Linked DNA regions of Mus musculus: all the other regions are linked to region 2. The links are chromatin contacts, called in public Micro-C and promoter capture Hi-C maps. All regions are on one chromosome and are shown on one strand. Each heading gives the region's core, a stretch centred on a gene start, on an enhancer-like site or on the middle of the called end of the contact. The rest is flanking DNA. Distances are from core to core; before and after follow the strand shown. Region 1 holds the start of Nkx2-3 (NK2 homeobox 3). Region 2 holds the start of Mxi1 (MAX interactor 1, dimerization protein). Region 3 holds the start of Pdzd8 (PDZ domain containing 8).

Evidence for each region. Promoter capture Hi-C pulls out the DNA fragments that hold promoters and counts their contacts. Hi-C and Micro-C count contacts between places; a contact is called where the count stands out from the background.
Region 1: a contact with region 2 is called in a Micro-C map of embryonic stem cells, with 15 times the contacts expected there. The contact joins the promoter of Nkx2-3 here to the promoter of Mxi1 in region 2. A contact is called at or near these places in 1 of 39 promoter capture datasets (embryonic stem cells) and 1 of 484 Hi-C or Micro-C datasets (embryonic stem cells).
Region 3: a promoter capture Hi-C map of pre-B cells shows a contact between it and region 2, with 4 times the contacts expected there. The contact joins the promoter of Pdzd8 here to the promoter of Mxi1 in region 2.

The regions. Positions count from the first base shown.
Region 1 is chr19:43,609,235-43,613,938 of GRCm38.p6, forward strand. Nkx2-3 (NK2 homeobox 3) reads left to right here and starts at 3,091. Exons shown (of 2, transcript NM_008699.2): 1 at 3,091-3,615. The coding sequence starts at 3,267. Gm20467 (a long non-coding RNA gene) reads right to left here and starts at 2,822. Exons shown (of 4, transcript XR_001782682.2): 1 at 2,568-2,822; 2 at 1,868-1,956; 3 at 1,168-1,676; 4 at 1-612.
Region 2 is chr19:53,308,616-53,313,237 of GRCm38.p6, forward strand. Mxi1 (MAX interactor 1, dimerization protein) reads left to right here and starts at 1,891. Exons shown (of 6, transcript NM_001008542.3): 1 at 1,891-2,358. The coding sequence starts at 2,085. It overlaps Gm30541 (a long non-coding RNA gene), which reads right to left. Exons shown (of 3, transcript XR_003952895.1): 2 at 4,457-4,622.
Region 3 is chr19:59,342,607-59,347,224 of GRCm38.p6, forward strand. Pdzd8 (PDZ domain containing 8) reads right to left here and starts at 3,174. Exons shown (of 5, transcript NM_001033222.3): 1 at 2,113-3,174. The coding sequence starts at 2,981.

The sequences.
Region 1 (4,704 bases), core at 1,841-4,340, 9.7 Mb before region 2:
GTGATATGTTCCAAATGATGGAGATGAACCCAGGCAGACATAGAGACAAAAACCCAAACTGCATAATCATATTTACTTTATCTGACAGTAATTGGCTGAATTGTCTGATAGGAAAACCTATTGTTAATTGAGCACGGATCCAAGATTTCTAAGATCTTTTCAGACAAGAGAATACAAATGCCCCCAGAACATACTAGTAACTGGATACAAGTGGAGCTAGATTCTGTGTCTGATAAGCAGTTTTTCTGCCCTAGGGCGGCTCACAGTTGGCAGCGCACAGACTGTGGGGTGTCTCAGGTGCCTGCTGCTGACGCGGGAAAGGGAGGCTACCTGGATGGAGTTGGCCTGCCTGGGATCCTTGTTGGGTACCCGCTACTTAGAAACCAGGATAAGTCAAGACTAGGCAATTTGGAAAGGGAAATTGGAAATGACCCCGAACTCGTCCGTCAGCTAGGCAAAAATCAAAGGGTGGGTGGAAGTCTCCAGTGGTGTGCTGGGATGGGGATGGGAAAGATGGGATTAGGCCATTGATACCACAAACTGGCGCGTTCACCAGAGAATTCTTACAGGCCCGGTCCTGTCCAGCCTGCTCTGAAGCAAGTTGGCCTGGATCTGCAAGAGAGAGAGAGAGAGCTGTCCACGTGTGTTTTGAGGATACTTGACCAGATAGAGGCGGCCAAGGGATTGGGAGGAGACGCCACGCGCCCCTGCAGGTAGGGAGCAGACAGCCATCTGCGCTAGCAGAGAGAAGAGGCCATAGTGAGCCTTCGGCCGCAGCAGGTGTGTGGGTGTTATCACTGAGCTTCAGGCATTGGACAGAGGTGAGGGTAGGGGGGTTCACCCAGCCAGGGTTCTGGGGCAAGGTTTAAGTGAGGCCGACCGCCCTTAGCAAGCAAGAAACCAAGCAAGAAAAATATGCGCTCCCGACAGAAGCAACGGCTTTTTATCTTTTCTTTGGTCCAGATCTTGAAATCACTTGAAAGCTAAGAAAAGTGGAGAGCAGAAAGGAACACAAGCATTTCTCTGCGATGGGTTTTGCCTTGCAGTTGGCTGCAGGGTGGGGAACTGAGACTGGAGCATGGTTTCCTTCTGGTCCTCTGTCTGGCAGCTGGGACGCGCAGCACGCGTCCACTCAAAGTCCCCCACCCTGCAGCGCGGCGCACTCACCCCACCTCTGGATGTTTGAGCTTCGGATCCACAGCAAAACCAGGCACACTCTTCCTTCCCTTGGTGGGCTGGCGGGCCCTTTGTAGAGACCACGGCCTCTGCCCGCAGCGTCTAGTTTCAAGTCTTAGAGCAAAAAGGCTCCTGCGACCAAGGAATGGTTTCAAGGAGCCGGGGCCTAACCACAGATGATCTTTCCCCATCTCCCCCAGAGCACGTGGAGGGAGCCTCGTACCAGCCTCCCGGGTGGCCCCACGAGCTGCCTCCCCGCTGTATTTCCGCTCCCCCCCCAAGAGCCCCGCCTCTCTCTCCTCCCAACCCGCAGTTCTTTCTTTCCAGGACCAAGGGCATCAACTCCTCTCGCTGCCGCCTCGGGGTTCCGCAAGGCCGCTCTCCACGTAATCCGCATTCATGCCCTGTCTACAAGTTTCCTAGGGCGTCGTCCTCGGTCACCGCGCCGCCATCCGGCGAACCCTTCTAGTTGAGGCCGGTCTCTCCCAAACTGTGAGGTTCTACGGGGGCGGGGGGGGGGGGAGGGAGGGAGAGAGAGAGAGAGAGAGAGAGAGAGAGAGAGAGAGAGAGAGAATAAATAAAAGCAAGGGCGGCCTACTGAGGAACCCTACGTTGAAAGCGGAACTAGTTTGGTTTTCCAAGGCCTGCTGCCCACACCTTTTGCTCTTAATCTCACAATAGTGCCCCTTACCACTCAGGGGCTAGGTATGTAGGCGGGTGGATACCAGAAGGTGGTCTCCATCAGGCAGTTTTCTGAATCTGAGGCTGCATTTAGTCTCCCTGCAGAACACAACCACGGTTTCAGAAAGAGAGAAATAAGGCGTTTCAGAAAGTTGAGGCCTAGGCTCGGGCTCCCGATTCCCTTCAGAAGGCTGCCTGAGCTGCAGCCACAGCGGGGGTCCCCTCCCTTCTGAGACCAGAGCCACCCAGTGTGTGCAGTGGAACACCAGCCCGGTCAGAATCAATGCAGGCAACAAACACTGCTCTGACCTCCCACAAAGAACAAGGGTAGTTACAAGTATTGAGCTCTTTGCTTTAAGTAGACAACTGTGCTATGCTTCCGGCCTGGTTATCCTTTAAAAAACAAAAACAAAAAAACTCCAACAATAACCCTAGAAGAGGCAATTCGGCTCCTTTATATTGACCAGGAAACTGAGAACGTCCAAAACCAAATACTGACTCAGGCCAGGCTTCGAAGCATAGAGCCTCTGCACACTAACAGAACTCGGTCGTCTTGTCTTCTACAGACCTGCTCTCTGAAGCCACTTCGAGGGCTGCAAGGGCAAGTACGGTCTGGACCCTGCCCTCAGGGACTCACAATCTAAAGTGACAATCGAGCGGACACTAAGTACAGCTTTGGCACTAGATGGGAGAGTGACAAGTGACATTACTGAGCAAGTTCCGAGGAAGAGGACCTCTAGGTGAGGTGATCTGGCGGAGTTTCCTTGGAGGTATTTAAGCTTTTCCTCGGAGAACAGCTTTCCACTGTGGAAATGAGGGTGGGAAAGGCACTCCAGGTGGCGAGGACAGCTAGAGCAAAGGTGAGGTGGAATTTGACACGTCGCTCATATTTCCACAGATACAACACTCCTCTCCTTAGAAATCCGCAGTCTGGCCTCTCAGAACTGCCCCTGGTCGGGAAGGTGCAGCCAGGTGGAGCGGGAATCGGTGATTCGGACACCCGGTTTTTTGCAGCTTTTCCCACCGCGACTTGGATCTCAGGACCCTATTCTAGTCCCTGTCTATTTCTGGTAGCGCAGCAACATCCCACTGGGTGGACGCAGAGGGCGTGGCCCACATACACAAGAACCAATTGGGAAGGAGGCCAGGATGCCGACCCCGCCCCTTGACGTGACGCAGGGCCCCCGGACAGAGGCTTCACAGCCCCGGCCCCAGTCCTTGCAGTGGCTGTAACAAAACCCAGACCCCCAGGTCCCGGCCAATGGAGGGGATTTAGACTGGACCGCGTCTGTCAAAAGCTCGACTCCGCACCACCGCGGAGTCCAGAAGAAGAGCTGGAGCCACCGCACTCCCTCCCCGCCCCCGCCGGGATTTATTGAGTATTTGGACTGGACAATTAAGTGGCCCTGATGATGTTACCAAGCCCGGTCACCTCCACCCCTTTCTCAGTCAAAGACATTTTGAATCTGGAGCAGCAGCGGCACTTCCACGGAGCTCACTTGCAGGCGGAATTGGAGCAGCACTTCCACTCGGCACCCTGCATGCTGGCCACGGCTGAAGGGACGCAGTTTTCCGATGCAGGGGAGGAGGACGAGGAAGAAGAGGGAGAGAAACTGTCCTATTTGAACTCACTAGCTGCTGCCGAGGGCCATGGAGATTCGGGTCTCTGTCCTCAGAGCTATGTCCATACAGTTCTCCGAGACGCTTGCAGCGGGCCCAAGGAACAAGAAGAGGAGGTTGTGAGCGAACGGAGCCAAAGTGAGTAGAGGGGGAAGGAAACGCGTCCGCACACCTGGGGCAATGGCTCAGCGCCTATAAACCCACAAACCGTGCCTGCATGGCCACCCGCCCCTTTCACATTCGGCTAGGGTCATGCCTATGCCAGGTTCAAGGACAGCTCTGCAAAGCACAGGTACCTGAGATGGTGCTGGGGCGGGGATAAAAGAGAAAGAGAGAACAGCTCTTGCCCGGAGCAGGGACCCGGAGCAGTCCCCGAGGGAAGGAAAAGTGATTATTGCAATCCTGGTTCCTTGAGTAATGAGTGACGGGGGCCCAGAGCCTGGGTCGTAACTTGTCCGTTGTGTGTGTGTTCTCTCGCACACCCATCTTCTCAAAAAAAAAGGGGGGGGTCAGTTTTCTGCCATTTTTCTGTCTTTCTTCTAACGTGAGGTGAATTCAGCGAGGCCAGGGCAGTCACCCCGGCTGTCCCGAAAAGGCAGTGCAAGAATGTTGTGTTTGGGCCATCCTTTCGGGCAAGACTTTGAGAGACACCAGCTTACTTCGGAGCTTGCAGTTCTTACGTTCGAACTGCAAGGAGGAGAGGTGGTGGCCAATGTGTGGGAGCTCGATCCATATCAGATGACGGCAGCAAGTCACACCCAGGAGGTGAAGGCCTCTGAAAAAAAATATCGTAATGCTCGCTTTGTTTCTTATACTGCAGGCGGAGTGGAATGGTTAAAGTTCCTGAATTAGTTCTGAGTGGGATTCTGGCCATTCAGCAGATCAGAGGTGGGGCAGGCAGGAGAATCAGATAATTGAATAAGCCCATAAGGAAATGTCTGAAAGGGAAACAGGATCAAATAATCTCTTCTCCGAGTGGAGATTTGATCTGGCTGAGACCAAAATCTTTTCTCTAACAATTCTCCAGGCCTAACACAGACATGAAACTGTCTAAATCGGTCCATCCAACTGTTTTTCCTCTGTAAGGTAACATACAGATACTGTCACAGACGCGTTCTCAGTAGTTTTGAAAATTAAAAAAAAAATCAATTCTTGAGCTGCACATACGCCTTTCACTTAGATATTTCCAAAGAGAAACAATTTTTGCAATCAACCCATGCATCCAGG
Region 2 (4,622 bases), core at 641-3,140:
CTAAGCTGAACGTGGGCCTTTTGCAAGAACAGCAAGTGCTCTGAGCTGCTGGGCTATCTCTCTAGCCCATGGCCTATATTTTTAATTTATTTATGAACTTTTAAAAATCTATTTGGGTGTTTTGCCTGCATGCATGTCTGTCTTTACACCACATGTGCCTAGTGTCTGCAGAGGTTAGAAAGGGGTGTCTGGTCCCCTGGAACTTCAGTTACAGACGGTTGTGAGCTGGGAATTGAAGCTGGGTCCTCTGGAAGAACAACCAGTGCCCTTAGCCTCTGAGCTACCTCTTCCCCTATTTATGTTTAAACGTGTGCATGTGTTCCTGGGATGAACTCAGGGCTTTGTGCACGCTGGGCAGGTAAGCTGCCCTACCACTCTGTTATATTCACAGCCTAGTTTTATAATATTTTTGAAAGCACACAAAGGCCTTCTTGCAGGTCTATGTGTGTGTGGGGGGGGGAGTGGGGGGTATACACATGAGCTGTAAATGTTAAAGAGCATTTTGCAAAGAAAATATTCTTTGTTAACAAAGTTTCCATTTTCAGTCTTTGTGACAAAAGTATAGGGAAGTGTCTCTGGGCTGGTGAGGACAGGGGGCAGCACAAGTCCAGGTCCCCTTACGAGGTCAGTCTGGGTAGATTCCTTTTAGAACTGTTTTCCAGTGAAGTGCAGAAAAGTCTTGTTTACCTCATTCATTCTGACTTAGATTCAAGTTACAGCAGCAAAGGGGACCTAGGTTCCAACTGAGAAAGTTCTCACAGAGGGGCTGCCATTGTAGCCCAGTGTGAGAACACTTGCCCAGCAGGCACAAAGCTTTGATCTTCAGGAACAAAACAAAACAAAAATTCTTAGTATGTGCCCAAGATGTTCTAGGTGTAGTTTTGACTTAGTTCACGAAAGCATCTTCTCAGAGGTTTCAGGGATGTGCAAATTTTGACCAGGAAGGGTTAGAGGATTTGATTTGTTCAGTCTGCTTGAGTAGGCCGAGAACTCCAAGCCTTCTTTACCAGGCTATCCAGGTGTCTCCCACACTCTGGTCAGGCAGGCCTGGTGGCTCCCAGTGGCAGCAGTGAAACTGTTGGAGGGAGTAGGGGATAAAGACTCCAGGTGTGGGAGTGGGGAGTGAGGGAAGGAGGGAAGAAGAGGTTCCTAGGTTGCCACTTCTATCTAGGGGGCACTCTGTCAAGTGAAAGGGCAGGCAGTTGTAGTGACGCCCTGCTGTGAGCTTTGCACAGCTGGACTGAGTGAGTGTGGAGAGATGCTCACATCTCCTCCCGCTTCCTGGAAAATAACTTTGCATTTGAAGGGTTGCAAAGGAGTCGGTAAATCTGAACCCGGACAGGGTAGCCTGGAGACTTCCTCTGCTTGTGTGAAGGTACACACAGGTGTGTGTGTGTGTGTGTGTGTGTGTGTGTTCGAGCGTGTGAGGGGTCATGTGTAAAATGTTTGTGTTGGGAGGAGTTTCTAGTTACATGTGATGTTTCTATTCTTCCCGTCAGAATTGGGCTTTTATTGTTTGATTTTGAAATAAGGTCTTTTTTATTTTTTTAAAAAATGCCTAGCAGCTATCATTTATTGGGGACCTCCTATGTGCCAGGCATTGTGCTGAATTTATTTTTCTGTAAAGAAAAATTGTTTTTATCCAGGTCCACCTAGAGACATCCGAGGGTTTTTTTTTTTTTTTTTCCCATTCTTATTAAAGCACAGTGCTGTCTACGCAGCTAGGATTTGCGGAGAGGCGGGGAAGGGTGCTGGATAGGCAGGGGGCGGGCCCTGCCTCCCTAGCCGCCACCATTTATTTTGACCGGTCAGATGGCATCGGGCTCGCACTAGGACCCAGGCGCCACAGCGCCTCCGTCCGTCCTGTAGGTTCATTCAATCTCCCATACACACAGACCCACACAGCGAGAGCGACACACACTCACACTCACAACCGCACGCAGCGAGGCTCGGGAAGTCAGTCAGGCCGGCTCCTTGCCCCGGTGCCTCGGTGACTCCAGCAGGCCGGGTCTCCCAGAGGCCCTGCAGCTCGGCCGGCCGCGCAGCCCCGGACAAGGAGCAGCTCCGCGGACCCCCGTGCCTCCATGGGCAAACGCGGGCGGCCGCGCAAGGAGGCGCGCTGCGAGGGCGCGGGGCTGGTCCCCGTCGCGCCCCCGGCCATGCCCCCGGCCGCGGCCGCGCCCCAGCCCCCGGCGCAGCCGGAGGAGCCGGCGGGGGCCAAGCCCCGGTGCCCCTTCTCGGACATTTTCAACACCAGCGAGAACTCGATGGAGAAGCACATCAACACTTTTCTGCAGAACGTGCAGATTCTGCTCGAGGCAGCCAGCTACCTGGAGCAGATCGAGAAAGAAAACAAAAGTAAGTTTGGGGGCCCCGACTGCTCGCCTGCGTCCAGCTCTTTCTTTCTCACCCCCTTGTGCGACCCCTGTCGCTTACTCGGTTCGCCGCCGCCCCCCCGCAACAAACACACACACACACACACACACACACACACACACACACACACACACGTACCCTCGGCAGTAAAGCCGATGACACCGGAGAAAGGACACGCACGCACGCACAAAGCTGCTAAAGATGTAACAAAGACAGCGAAGGGGAGAGGGAGCCTGTCGGTGCCTTGGTCTGTCGGTCTCCAGCAGGCCCGGAGGACGGCCTGGCCGAGGAGTGGGGGAGTGTTGTTGTTTGCTGACAACTGGGCTGAGAGGCTGCGAGCTCGTCTCTCCGAGGTCGCCTTTCTTCCCTTTTTTTTTTTTTTTTCCTCCTTTTTCTTTCCGGAGCCTACTCCGGCAGACAAGTGTTTTGGTTTGGCTTATGGTTTTGGTTTTTTTTTTTTTGTTTTGTTTTGTTTTTATTTTTTTGTTTTGTTTTGTTTCTGTTTTTGTCGCTCGTTCCAGGGTTGGGTGGGGATGAGAAGCTGAAAGTTGGAAACCGTTTGCAGAGCTCAGGGCTTCCAGAAAGAAAACACAGACACACATTACAACAATAACAACCGCCACCACCGAACAGCTCTCCGCGCCGTGGACTCCGGCTCTTCTTCCTGCCTACTTCGTTTCTCCTTCCTTCCACAGCAGGACTAGGCTCAGGCCATCGTGTCCACAGACACAGTTCCCCTGTGCCTCCTTGCCTCTGGGATGCCACGGCCTCTGGTCCCCTCAAAGAAACAGGCCAGAGGAACCAGGCAGCGCCGGCAGCCCTCCCTGGACCTGCGGTCCTGCGCGCGCTGGGGTAGGGAGGGGGGGACTTGGCGAGGGGGACGTGGCTAAAAGCAAACTTTAGGATTCCGCAGAAACAATAGTTGGGGGAAAAGGTGTGGGCGGTTGTGTCCATTTTCTTTATTTTCAGAGACGCACAGGACGAGCAAGGCAAACGCCTTACAGGGTTCCGTCCACCCCCACCCCCCCCGCACTCCCCCCCAGGTGGAGACCGATGCTAGGAACCCCACCCGGGCCTGGGCTTCCTCTCTGTATTTGTTTCATTTTTGTCCCTGCCCATTGGAACCCCCAGCTCTCGCCAGGCATTCGACTCAGCAGCACCCTAACGGGGGCAAGCGTGTGCTGCGTCTCCAGCACCATCAGAATAATAGCTGTGAGAAGGAAGATCGGGCCAAGGGAGAGAAAGACTCACGGAGAAGAGAAAAACGAGATGTGTAATCTGTCAGAACAAGTAGGAGATCAATGGGAGAGAGACCCGATTGCAACGTGTCAGGTCTTGCAAGACCCCCCCCCCCAACACACACACACACACACACACACACACACACACACACACACACACACGCCAGCCCTCAAAACACAAAAACACCTTCCCCAAATACACCCGGGCCTTTAGGGTTAAAGTAACCGAGTATCGCCAGCGCAATTTGTGGGGACGGGGTAGGACCAAAACAAGGATTTCTGTTGGGAGGTCTGTGGTGCGATCTTTTCTTTCTCTGTCGCCTCTTTGCTCCGAGTGCCTGCCTGGCTTGCCAGAGGCACATCGCCGTCAGGCTGTGTAGCCGAGTCGCTGAGCGATTATTCACCCGGGTGTGTGTGTGTGTGTGTGTGTGGAGGGGGTGCACTCGTCTGGAGAATAGTTTCTGAAAAGCCCAGCTAGTAGGGAGCTGGGTGAAGAGGTGGTTTTGTTTGGTGTGTTTGCTTTTGTTGCAGGGGGAGGGGCGCGATTTCTGTAGTCGTCCCCCTCCCGGATCCCCTCTGTCGCTGGAGTCTGTCCCGTGGCGCCGACTCCGACCCGGGGGGGGGGGTGCACCCAAAGAGGGCACCTTGGCAATATTCAGCGAACCTCATCCCCCACCCCCACCCCCGCAACGAGGAATATTAAGGAGGTAGCCAGAGATTCCCTAGCCTCTCGTGTTTCCCCCCCCACACACACACACTTCATACCCGCAGACAATCGGAGACCTACCCCCCACATACCCCCCCCCCCGCGCCCTGGCCGCCTCCACCTCCTTGTTTACCCCGTGTCGGGGCTCCGGCGTGGCCACTAGTCACGTAAGCAGAGAGCCGGGCGCGCCCGGCTGGGCTGCCCCGCGCGGGGCGGGCCCGTGGTGGCCGAGCCAAGGTTCCAGAGGCCGGTGCAGTTAAGGGGCTTCCTCTCGGACCCTCTCCCTGGGTGTCCTCTCT
Region 3 (4,618 bases), core at 1,924-4,423, 6.0 Mb after region 2:
GTATATATATATATATATACACTAATAATCAAGATAATTAAATGTAGTCATTCTAATGTACTTAAGAGACTTCATTCTGGATTTGGGGTTAAAGGTTTGGGTTGTGTAAAATGTTATTTTTAATTCTAAAAGCTTAAGAAACTTTTTTTGTGTAGTTTTCTTCATCCAATCAGAATAATTTATAAGTTTTTTGCAAACAGGAAAGCAAAAAATTTAAACCAATAAGCATTAACTGGTGGATAATTCCCAGTCCAAAAATAAAAAAGTGAAGTTGAAATAAATTCCTTTAGTTACAAAAAATTAAAAAGGTAGCCTCAATTTTTCACCACTTGACTGCTTGTATGACTTAAGGAGGTTATTTAACTACCATGTGCTTCATTCCTTCAACAATAAAACGGGATTAATACTAGCTACTTTCTCTCTGTGAGAATGATGATATGTCTGAGAGAAGCTATAAAATCCATTCTCTTACCTGAAGTCAGGCCCACACTGTCACTAGTGTAGCAAACCTCTGGAGAAGTGCTGGGCAAACAACACAAGCTATCACTTCCTCAGCCAGTGCTCCCATCCCCACATTTCTAGTTCCGTTTACCAACCCAATAGCAGCTTTCTAGTAATTTCAACCTTCCATCAACTCCACCTGGGTCTAAATGTTATTAAGTAGATAATAATCAATTCTTACTGAACTCTAAACTTTATGAAGGTGAAGGCAATATTTATTTCTGATCAGTATTGAATCCTGAGCACTGAGAAAAGTAAGGAGGATAAAACTACATATTGAGTGATGTACTCTGCAGTGGTTTCTGACTGATCAAGAGTTGTGATTATCAAACTTTGTAACAACTTTTGTTTATGACTTTCTAAGCAACACACTGCTATAAATACATCACTGCTTAAAACCTACAACTCATAATGCAGCCATGTAAAAACAGGTTTCATAAACTACATCTCCTTTACAGAACCAGAAATCCTGCATAGCATATGACCAGTTCACCATCCCCTACAAATCCATGGAAATATGTGCTCCACACAACAGTTCTCTCACCACCCAAAGTTTAAACTGTTGTTTATTCTCAATAAAACATAACTAGTGAAGTACAAGCTCCACAAAGCAAAAATCCATCCCAAATCTACACTACTCCTGCATTATATTGTGCCACAGACTTTGGGGTCTTCAATCTCCACTAAAGAGCAGTAGTAATGTAAGGCAATACTAGACTCATATTTCAGATTAAACAACAAAACCTAAAATGTTCTATGTACTGAACACAAAGTTAAAGGAGGATAGAAAGAGAAGTTGAAGATTTGGTCGTTTTAAAAGAAACAGGAGCCTTTCTACTGCACCAAGCCTTCCAAGTCCCACCTATGAAACCTCTAATCCTCCAAATACTCATTTCCCCTTCCACTTCCAATTCATCAAAAGAAAACTCATGCATTAACTAATCAGAAGTGCATCACATAAAGCCAGATACAGAGGAACTTTAAAAAACTTCAAATCACTGTCTTTAAAATATTACCCACAAGGTGACTTGGAGTATTGGGTTAAGGAACAGCCACCGGGAGTAGACACCTGAGAAGTCTGGGTCTGTTTGTGGTGAGGAGCCTACTTCCCAAGGGCAGATGACAGTTACCCCAAATTCACAGAGAAGACCACCTGGCACCGGACTCAACTCCTCCAAATCACATCCCTCTACAACAACCCGTGCCTCTGCCCGGAGAGCTGCCAAGGCCCGTGCCACACAGAAACACCCGGGATGTGAGCACGCCCTTCAGGTCTGCAATGTGCCCAGGAACAACTTTTCCACGTGGTGCAGGAGATGCTGCAAAGGCAGACACAGCCGCTGCCTTCCGGTTGCAACAACCACACACAAGTGTGTCTCAACAGACCCAGGAGAGGCACTCACTGACTGGCCAGGGACAAGGCGCTCAGGCCTCCAGCTCCCTGTGCTGCCTTGGCAGCACGGGAAGTGCCCACTACCCGCCTTTCTTTGCTTGGGGGCCTCAGTCCAGGTGGAAGCAAACTGCAGGCCAGGGTCGTGCTGGGAATCTGCCTTGGCCCTTCCCTGGCTAACCTCCCCCGGGTAGCCTCGGCTCCCCTGACCCTCCTCTCACCTGATCTTGTAACTGGGCAGGGTGTGCTTGCGCTTGATGATCTTCTTGAGCTGGTTGACGATGATGGAGGTGAGCTGGGGCATGGGCCGCCCCTCGAACTGGGAGCGCACCTCGAAGTCAATCAGCGGGTCCTCCACGAAGGAGAAGAACCAGTGGGTGAAGGGCACGCGGGTGAGGACGAAGCGCAGCCTCCCCACCACGCGAGACAGCTTCACGAACAGGTAGGCGGACTTGCCAAACACCAGGTCCACGTCGATGGCCAGGTGGAAACCGCCGTTGTACTCCACCTCCGCTTCAAAGGCCAGCTCCTCCGGGCAGGTGGCGGGCAGCGCGTCCCCGTCGGGGTCGTCGGGCTCGCCGGTGCCCGAGGCCACCACGGGCCGCACCAGCCGGATGGTCTTGATGAAGGGCACCGTGTCGCCCAGGAACACGTCGCGCAGACTCAGCCCCTCCAGCAGGCGGCCGGCCGTCTTGGTCTGCAGCAGCTCCTCGAACTCCACCTTGATCTTCTTGGTGACCCAGCGGCGGGCGAGCGCGGTGTCCCGCAGCTCCCGGAACAGGAACAGGATGGTGGCGTTGAGGAAGTAGCAGGTCTCCAGCGTCGGCGGGGCCGGGCTGTCGGGGGTCGGGGTCGAGCTGGCGCCGGCCTCGGAGGAGCAAGCAGCGAGCTCCTCGGCGCCGCCGCCATAAAGGTACTCCCTGAGGGGCAGGCCCGGCACCGGCTTAAGGTAGCGGAAGCCGTCGCCCGCGCGGGCCGCTTCGTCCGCCCGCGGCTCGGGCTGTCTGCGGTAGAGTAGCAGGAACTGTGCGAGCAGCGTGAGGAACGAGCCCAGCACGGCCGACGCCAGGATCAGGAGCAGCAGCCCCATCCCGCCGCCCCCGCCGCAACCCTCGGCCTGCTCCCGCGCTCTCCGCGCCGCCCTCCTCCTCACGCCGTCGCCCCCGCCGCCTCCATCTTGAGGACATCGGTCGCGGATGAGCGGCTCCCTGGGCCCGAACCGAGCGTCCGCAGTCCGACGCTGCCTGGCGGCGCCTTAGCCCGCCGCGGCCCCGCGCCTCCTCAGACGCTCCCCCGGGGGCGGCCCGAGCGGCGGACCGGCGGCGGGCGAGGGCGGGAACGGCGCCTCCCCACAGAGCCTGCGCTCATTGGGCGAGCGGCGCGTGACGTCAGAGCGTGCGCGCCCCCGGCGCCGGGCGCCCCGGCGCGCTTGGACGCGGGTCCTTTCCCACCTCTCGGCGCGCTTCCAGCGCCGCTCCCCCCACGCCCCTGCATTCCTGCCGCCGGCGGCGCGGCGATCCGTGCGTCCGTCGTCTCCGGAGGGCGCGAGATAACGGAAGGAGACCTGGATAAGTCGGGCTGACGGGGCCCGGCGCGGCCGTCCGTTATTCCGCGCCCATCCCCCGCGGCGGCCGTGGGTCCTGCCGGATACCTCTGTGGCGACCGCCCAGCATCCCTCAGTGTGTTGCTGCCTCCCCTGCAGGGCAGCGCCGCAGAGAGCCTGAGCACAGGCGGTTGGGACACTGCCCGAGCCGGCCAGAGGACAGACTGCATCAGGGATTGCCATCGCTAGCCCGCACAGACCGGCAGACCTGCATCCGCAGAGAATGGGCCCCGAGAAGGGACCAAGCGGAACCGCGAGAAGGGGACTAACTTTCCTACCTTGGGGATTTCAATTTAAGTGAGAAAGAAGTTTATTTGAGGTCTGGGAGGAGTGGGTGAGCTGAGTGAATTTGCCAGCATATTGGAAGGTGTCTTAGCGACTCCATTCAGATTGTTCACGCCCCCCTCCTCCCTTCTTTCCTCTCTGAGGGCATTATCCGGAGTCCATCCCTCAGGCCATTACTTTTAGTGCCTACCAATTTCACAGAATAACCCGTGGTACCCGTGGCATAGTAAAGAAATTGCTTAGGGGTCACATCGTGGGATCCTAAGTCCTTGGTTTCTACTTGGCATAATAACACGGAGGATGCTGGAGGTTTTTTTTGGGGGGGGGGGTTGTTTGTTTGTTTGTTTTTCGAGACAGGGTTTCTCTGTGTAGCCCTGGCTGTCCTGGAATTCACTGTGTAGACCATGCTGGCCTCGAACTCAGAAATCCACCTGCCTCTGCCTCCCAAGTGCTGAGATTAAAGGCGTATGCCGCCACCGCTCAGCTTAGCTTTTTGGTTTTGAAAATAAAAAATAATAAAAATTTAAAAAGCCGATCAGGGATCAGGTCCCAGTTGCTCCATAAAGGAGAGTTGGAGATGCAGAGACTGGGAAAAGTGGAAGATTTTGCAGAGGGTACCAATAGAGCCAGAAGCCTTTGTGTTCCCTGGCAACGGTGTTTCCTCTGGTGCTTTCTGACTACTCAGTTGTTACATCACAGTTTTTATCTGTCCTCACCGACACAACTTGTCTAGTCCTAGGGAGGTCAGGTATTCCGCTACTAAAACCCTCGTGGATTCAGGCTGGCTCTTGAGACATCAGTACAGGGATCCTTTCTAGTCTTGACTGGGTGATTGGAGC